Linked DNA regions of Cricetulus griseus: region 2 is linked to region 1. A link is a contact called in public Hi-C data. All regions are on one chromosome and are shown on one strand. Each heading gives the region's core, a stretch centred on a gene start, on an enhancer-like site or on the middle of the called end of the contact. The rest is flanking DNA. Distances are from core to core; before and after follow the strand shown.

What was found. Hi-C and Micro-C count contacts between places; a contact is called where the count stands out from the background.
Region 2: a contact with region 1 is called in a Hi-C map of fibroblasts, with 2.9 times the contacts expected there. The contact joins the enhancer-like site here to the promoter of LOC100750349 in region 1. A contact is called at or near these places in 2 of 8 Hi-C or Micro-C datasets (the CHL-YN cell line and fibroblasts).

What each region holds. Positions count from the first base shown.
Region 1 is chr2:437,414,416-437,418,194 of CriGri-PICRH-1.0, reverse strand. It overlaps LOC100750349 (nuclear autoantigen Sp-100), which reads left to right and starts at 1,990. Exons shown (of 9, transcript XM_027397437.2): 1 at 1,990-2,123. The coding sequence starts at 2,077.
Region 2 is chr2:437,521,627-437,525,405 of CriGri-PICRH-1.0, reverse strand. Cab39 (calcium-binding protein 39) reads right to left here. Exons shown (of 9, transcript XM_027397438.2): 4 at 2,625-2,743. Among named protein-coding and RNA genes, the nearest start is that of Itm2c, 50 kb to the left of the region's middle. Within about 2 kb of position 1,850, at least 4 of the 6 cell types and tissues checked have open chromatin away from gene starts, as enhancers often do. A contact at or near this core is called in fibroblasts, where this site is marked.

The DNA.
Region 1 (3,779 bases), core at 741-3,240:
CATGGCACAGTAGATAGAAGCATTTGCCTGGTGACCAGAGTTTGATTTCCAGAACTCACATACAAAGCTGATGACAGTGGCCTGCATCTGCAATCCCAGCATTCCTATGAGAGACAGGGGAATCAGCCAGAAGTTTGAGGGCTGACTAGCTTGCAGAAGCTCAGGGCCAGCTAGCCTCATGCACTTGGTGGGGCAGAAACGAGAGAGCCTCCTTTAGCAACGTGGAAGGTGAGAACTGACCACTGAAAGTTGTCCTATGATCTCCACACAGCATGGTGTCATGGCTCATGCACACCTGTACCCATATAACACATACACAAAAATAACTTCAATAAGATTTATTTACTTTATTTTATGTGTATGAGTGTTTTGCCTGCATATATCTATATACACCATAAGTGTGCAGTGCCCACAGAAGCCAGAAGAGGGCATCAGATCTCCCCCAGGACTGGAGTTACAGTTATAGAATGCTTGTGAGCCAGCATGTGGGTGCTGGGAACCAAACCTGAGTCTCCCACAAGAGCAACATGTGCTCTTAGCCACTGAGCAATCCTACCAAGCCCTATAAATAAATTGTGAGGAAGTAATAGAGGAAAGGGAATGAGACAATAAAAGGCAGTTTTCAGGCCAGAGATCAGAGTTATTTATACAGAGGAGCCAAGGAACTAAGGTGCTCACTGAAGATCTTCCTGGTCCTCATGGGTTGAGGCTTACTTCTGGTTACTTGAAAACTCCAGCACACAGTTTGGGTTGCTTCAGGGTTTAGCATCCTGTCTGGCCAGATAAAACCCCACAGGTGGAGTTGTAGGTATTAACAAAGCACAGTACTTCCATGCAGGGATACCACCCGCAGATCTGATCACCACAACATCTGCCAGACCTGGTTAAAATCCCTGACAACACCCTAGTTTCCCCAGATTTACTTAGTGATGAAGGGACCTCTTTTAATAACCTCTTGGGCCATAAGGGATGCCGACTGACTGTATTTCCTTCTTGCTCAGCGTCTTCTCTTTGTGTCCCTTGTTTTTTGGTTTTTGGTCTCTGCAGCACTGAAGGGGTCAAGAGAGGAAAGGTTAGGCTTACAAAAGGTTTTTTTTTTTTTTTTGCTGCATTACAACTTTATCTTAGTATTCTCTGGATAGGCAGGTGACCAATTGTGTGATCATTTACTTGAGGAATATTTGGAGGCAGCTTCATGAAGTCTGACATTTCTGAGTGTGGTGATTTGAAAAAAAAATCCCCCCTCATCTCATGGGCTCAGACGTTTGAGTGTGGGCTCTCCAGTTTGGAGGTGCCATTTGGGGAGGATTAGACGTGGCCTACCTTGATGAAGTACATCCTGAAAGTAGGTTTTGAAGTTTCAAAGCCACACATCATTTTCAGTCGCCTCTTTCTGCTTCCTGCTTGCAGTTCCTGTATCCTGACTGACTCTAATTGCTATGATTCTCTGCCATGATATAACCGTATAAAAACCCAAATAAACTCTTCTATAAGTTGCCTTGCTCATGTTATTTTATCACAGCATTAAAAAAAGTAACTATTACACCTCTCTTCTCCAAGGTATCTCATATGTAAAGCAAATATCACCAAAGCTCCGAAAGTCAGAGGCTAAAAAATGCTTACGGTCCAAAAGGGGACTGTGCAGTAACAAAGGACTGCCACCAGAGGGCAGGATAGACTTTGCAGAAACCGTGAGAGGGAAAAGGGGCACCCTAGAAGCTGTGGGCTACATGCAAATTTCACTAACGTTTTCCCTCGCTTACTTCCTAAAACCCACCCAGCCCGAGGTCTTCGCTTTCGCCCTGCGTTCTGCCCTCTGTACTTGCCATTGATCAGAATTGACTCCCGCCCAGAGGAAGGCTGCGGCATTTCCCGAGGATCCCCAGACCTAAGGTGGCTGACTGGGGAAGAGCTGGGAGGATGCTGGGGCGGCAAGGATGGGGGAAGCACGGAAGAGCGTACCTATTGGAGGAGAGGGAAGGGGTTGTAGGAACAGCATGCGAGGTGCGCTGGGGGAAAGTGAACACAGAGACAGAGTTCCTCGAGGGTGAGCTGACTTCGAGCTTCCTCTCTGGGATGAGTCTATCATTCTTCGCTGAAGAAGTTTCCTGGGAAACACTGCTGTAAGGGAATTCTCTCGTTGCTCATCTTAAAAGGGTTCCGAAATGGCACACTTCGGGCCTTCAAGTCCTGTACCCTTCAAGGGAGTCAGGGCAGGAACCATTTACCAACCGGGTCTTTTGCAATGAGCAAAAAGCTCCATCAGGGAGGGACCGGAGGGGAGGCGTCTACTCCCAGAGGGCCGCTGGTTTCCAGTTAGTGCCCTGCCTTGCTCCTCCTCCCGAGGCAACGGTGGTGACGGTGACGGCAGCGGGGTGGGGGTGGGGGTGGGGTGGGGACACTGAAGGTGCCACTAGCACCAGCGGCTATAGTTTTGGGGTTCAGGAAAGGTCTCCAGCAATTTCTTTCTTCTAGGGAAAGAGCTAAGGGCACTTCCTCTTTGCCCAAGTTTAATTCCTTGCTTCATGTTCTATTAAACTTTTTAGTTTCAAGTGTATTCAGCCCCTGGCTTCTCACCACACCCCCACACAGGGTTGTGGCCTAATCGAGGGAGGAGGGCAGCATTATTTTGGAAGCACTGCTTCTTAGTAGACCCTGTAACCCCGCAGGATAGAACCCTTCTCCGGATTTGCTCTCTTTGTCCACATTACCCAAAATGATTACAGATTGAACACAACCCTTATAGAAGTTCCAACAGTCTTTCCCGCCCTGTCCTTCATCTTGTAATCAGTTTTTGTTTGTTTCCGCACAAAAATGGAAACGCTGACCCTCTGAGTCAAATGGCACAGGAGAGGTCCCGGAAGAGCCGGAAGATCTTGGATAGGACCAAAGATGGATGACTCATACTCCCCATCTTTGAAACTTACTTCAAACCTACAGTTATCTAGGCAGTGGGGTTCTGGCATAGGGACTAACAGATGGATTGAAGAGATGGACGAGAAAGCCCAGAGATACATTTGCAGACATAGGTACATTTACTGCAGGGATGTTAAGACTAAACGTAAGTTTTTTTTGTTGTTGCTTTTTTGGTTTTTAGAGACAGGGTTTCTCTGTGTAGCATTGGAGGCTGTTTTGGCACTCGCTCTGGAGACCAGGCTGGCCTCGAACTCACAGAGATCCGCCTGCCTCTGCCTCACGAGTGCTGGGATTAAAGGTGTGCTCCTCCAACACCCGGCTAAACGTAAATTTTTAATGTTATTGAATTCCATACATAACTACTGTATTTATATCATTTCTATTGTCCCCTCTCTCCTGTTCGTCTTACCCCCTTGCAAAGTATTGACCTCTTCTTTCATTATTATTGTTACACATATATCTCTGTATATATCTATCATCCATCCATTCATCCATCTATTATCTGTCATCTATCTATCTATCTATCTATCTATCTATCTATCTATCTATCTTGACACAGGACACACCAAATTCTCAACACAAAGGAGATTTATTTGCCCCAGAGGGACAAAGGGCAAAGAAATAGAGACAAAAGAGAGGGGGAAGAAAGGGGCAAGGGAGATGGGGAAGGGATGTTTGTCCCAAAGGGACAAAGGACGGCCTCTGGATAGAGAGATGGTCAAGATTCACAGGCAAATGGCAGTTTATAAACCCTGTGTTAGGATGAGTTTAGTAAGAAGGAGGTAAGGGAAGGGCAAGGCCTGCAAGAGCCATGTTTGCCCTCCTCGGCCTACTAAAGACCTTCATATGCATGTATGTGTATG
Region 2 (3,779 bases), core at 601-3,100, 110 kb before region 1:
CTCCTTCCACTGTGGCTTCCCACTACACCCAACTGTGACTACAAAGTCAAACCCTTCCTTCCTTAAGTTGCTTTTGTCAGGGTATTTACTATAGCAACAGGAAAAGTAACTGATACAACACCCAATATCTGAGTTAATAATAACAATGCTTAAACAATATATTCAATGCTTATCCAAGTTAGTGGCTAGAGCACCAATGAATTGAAATAATGGCACTGGCTTTCCCCATACAGATTCTATCTGGAGATAGCAAAGTTCATCACTGTGGAGAGGTTCTGCTTTATGGAAGAAAAACATTTAATTGGAAGAAGCAATACCAAAATCTACAGTGAACTCTTATTTATTGATTGATTGATTGATTGGAGGCAGGGACTTGCTATGTAGAACTGAAAGGCATCAAACTCATGGAGATCTATCTGCCTCTGCCTTCCAACTGTTATGATTACAAACAGCCTGTGACACCACACTTGGCCTAGTAAAATTTTAAACTAGGATAATATCCCTGGTATATATAAAAATCATTAGATTAAAGTTTGATAGCAAACTTCAAAATGAACATGATTACATTTCAGTGTGACAATGGGTACCAGTAACAGGTGGCAGGCAGTACATGGCCTCACTCTGAGGAACTCATGCATTGCTCAAGACAAATCTAAATCTTAACCACTGTTCCAAGGGATGAAAGATGGTGAAACATGCTAAATAAAGCCACAGGAATGAAAATTTAAAATACATGACTAAAACAATAATTTTCAGACACCCAGTCTCACTATGGAGCTCAGGCTAGCCTATTAAACTTTCTATGCAGCACAACAAAATGACTTCGACCTTGGAGGAGTCTCCTAAGTGACGGTATAGACATGTGTCATCACACTCTACTAAAGTAAGTAGTTTCTACAGAACAAATGACCCAGTTGCTTAACAAATTACATACATTTTTAGAAAATGAGGAGATTAACTATTATAGATTAGTAGAAAGCTAAGAGTTTTATCCATAAAACTCAGTTTGTAGACGTTAAAAAAAAAAAAACAATTTAAACAAACTCATTTTGTTACAATCAAGGAAATACAAAAGGCTGGACACTGGATTGTACCAGGTGTGTAGAAGGTATTGTGGTTTTTATAGCCTGCATGGTACACACACTGTATATGCATGATGGACATGGATGACCAATGCAGTCAAATTGTAAGCAAGAAAGAATAAGGACCACAGCAAGTAGGAATGGCATAAGGTTAATGACTCTGATGAGGGGTGTTGGGCAGGGAAGTTTTGCTGTCTTTTCTTTAGGGCTGTATGCTCAACTCCCTATAGACTGTAATGGAAGGGATGTGAGGATGGGTCCCTAGCCAAGCTCCAGCCTCAGGCTTTTCCTTCTTGCCTCTGGCTGAGAATTCTACTCTGACCAGCTCAGATGAGAGTTTTAAATATTAAACTATCCTTCAAAAGTCTTATTTTAGCCTAGAGTGACAGCTCACACTTTTAATCTTACCATTCAGAAAGCAGAAGTAGGTGGATCTTATGAGGACAGCAAGGGTTATATATTGAAACACTAGTTGTTTTGTTTTTTTAATACACTGTCTAAAAATATTTACATCAAAACTGTCATGAAATAATAGAAAGTGTTAACTAATTTATAGATTTTAATAAGCCTCTGGCTTCAATAACACAGTTCTAACACCACCTAAATTTCAGGGTACTTACACAGCACGTTTCCACAGGGACATGGGACTGATACAACAAAAGTTCTGCACAGCAACACATGAAGAAACAACATGGATGGGTAGAACAGAAAGGAGGAAGCAGGATGTTGGCATGTGACATGTCACTGACTCATGCTTTGTCTAAGCAAGTCTGAACTTGGGGGAAGTATTAAACCACAGAGATACAAATCCACATGAGGTAAGCTGTAAAGCTATGGGGAGGGGAGCAAGCTGATTCCCACCAGCAGTCATGCCAGTAATATGCTTGCCCACTAGTTTAGCAGAACACTGCCAGTGCTGGGAGGATCTCAAGAGCTGGCAAGCACTGCTGACTGACTGACTACCTTGCTAGCCAGGAAGGCTCAGTCCTGGGATAGAAGACCTCTTCATTTTTGTTAAACTTAGATCTTAGTTTTTAAAATTTTGTTTCTGAAATGGACAACCACACACATCATGAATGCCTGCTAGCCCAGGAGTAACTCCAGAAAATGCACAGTGCTGACCCCATAGCGCATGTTCTGCTGAATGAAGGTAAGGAGCACGCATGCCCCACTAGGAGGCTCCCACTGCTGTGAGGTGTGCATGCAGGTCAGGAGGGAGGCGGTATCCTTGGACTCATGACTTGGCTGGGATTTCAATGGACTGTCAACTGTTTCAATCTTACAGACAAAACTAGGGCTTTATTTCTTTCCTAAGGGCTCAGAATTCACCCATTGTAAGTATACATCTACAGGGCATGTTTGTGTTAGTTTAGTTTACAGGTCAAAACTTAAGGGCAATATGTTCAAGAGCTACAGAAAAGTTAAGATAAAACTAAGATAAAATCTTCCCATATTCACCAGCCTGGTTATCTTTCCCCACCCAAACAATTTTTTCCTTTTTATTTTCAACTAAGAATATAAACTTTATCACGTTGTACATACCCTTTCAATAACATGAACAAAATATTCTGTTGGGTGCAGATGTATTCAACAGTAGGAGTTCTTGTACCAATTTGTCTTCTGAGAATATTGTTGAAAATTTGAGCCACGTCTTTTTTGCCCTATTAGGAATACAATCATTAAAATATTTACCTGTCTAAATATTAAAATGTCCATCCACCCTTCAATATAAAGTCAAAGAGCCATTGTGTATTAGTTATGACTGAGTATCTGACTTTACAACATTTGTAGACATGAAAATTCTTATTTTATCTAGTTATAATCCCAAATTTTTGGTTTTAATAGTGCACACTTTTTTTAAACACAAGTTTATGAACGAAGTGAAATCTCATCACAATTCACAAGTGTTTCAACTACCACTAATGCTCAGAAGCACACTCACTCAGTATGGAAGCAGATGCTGACAGCACACTTACCACCTATATGGATATGAACCTACACAAGTGGATAGTTCTGTTGTGAATAATACAGCGTGTACACTTTCTTTTACAGAAATGGAAAGGGGGGAGACTGTACTCTCAGTGTAATGATGTCAGAGAATTCTGTAAAAAGCTGAGCTTTAATAGCAAGCAGATAAATTCTATTCAACAATGTCACATAGGAAAAACTTAAACTATATTAATAACAAAAGCACTAAGTGTCACGATACAGTAGTTCAAAGATGAGAACTTTACAAACACCACTGCACAGAACAGACAGACCATCTACTGAACCTTAACAATCAGAAAGCTGCCAAAGAAATTAATAAAGGAGAACTGGCCCCCAACAGATGTTTCAGAACAGCCACTGTCACGAGGCTGAGGAAGCCAGAGCACTGAAGCCCATGGACAGATCATCCTGGGGCCTGTGTTGGCTGGCTCCGGTGCAATAATGGTAATTTCTCCAAATCAGTCCCATGGTACACACTAAAAAAAAAAAAGAAGAAGAAGAAAAAAAAAAAAGGAAAGAAAAACCAAACTAAACCAACCAAACAAACAAACAAAAAAACCTGTTGCCTCTGAAGTCTCAAATAAATATTAAATTCAGTGTCCAGTTTAGGGAACAAAATGGGTAGAGACAAAGGAGATCAGATATTCCAAATGCACCCCTCAAGCTAACAGAGAAAATAAACGGTTAGAATTTGATAAACCATTAAAA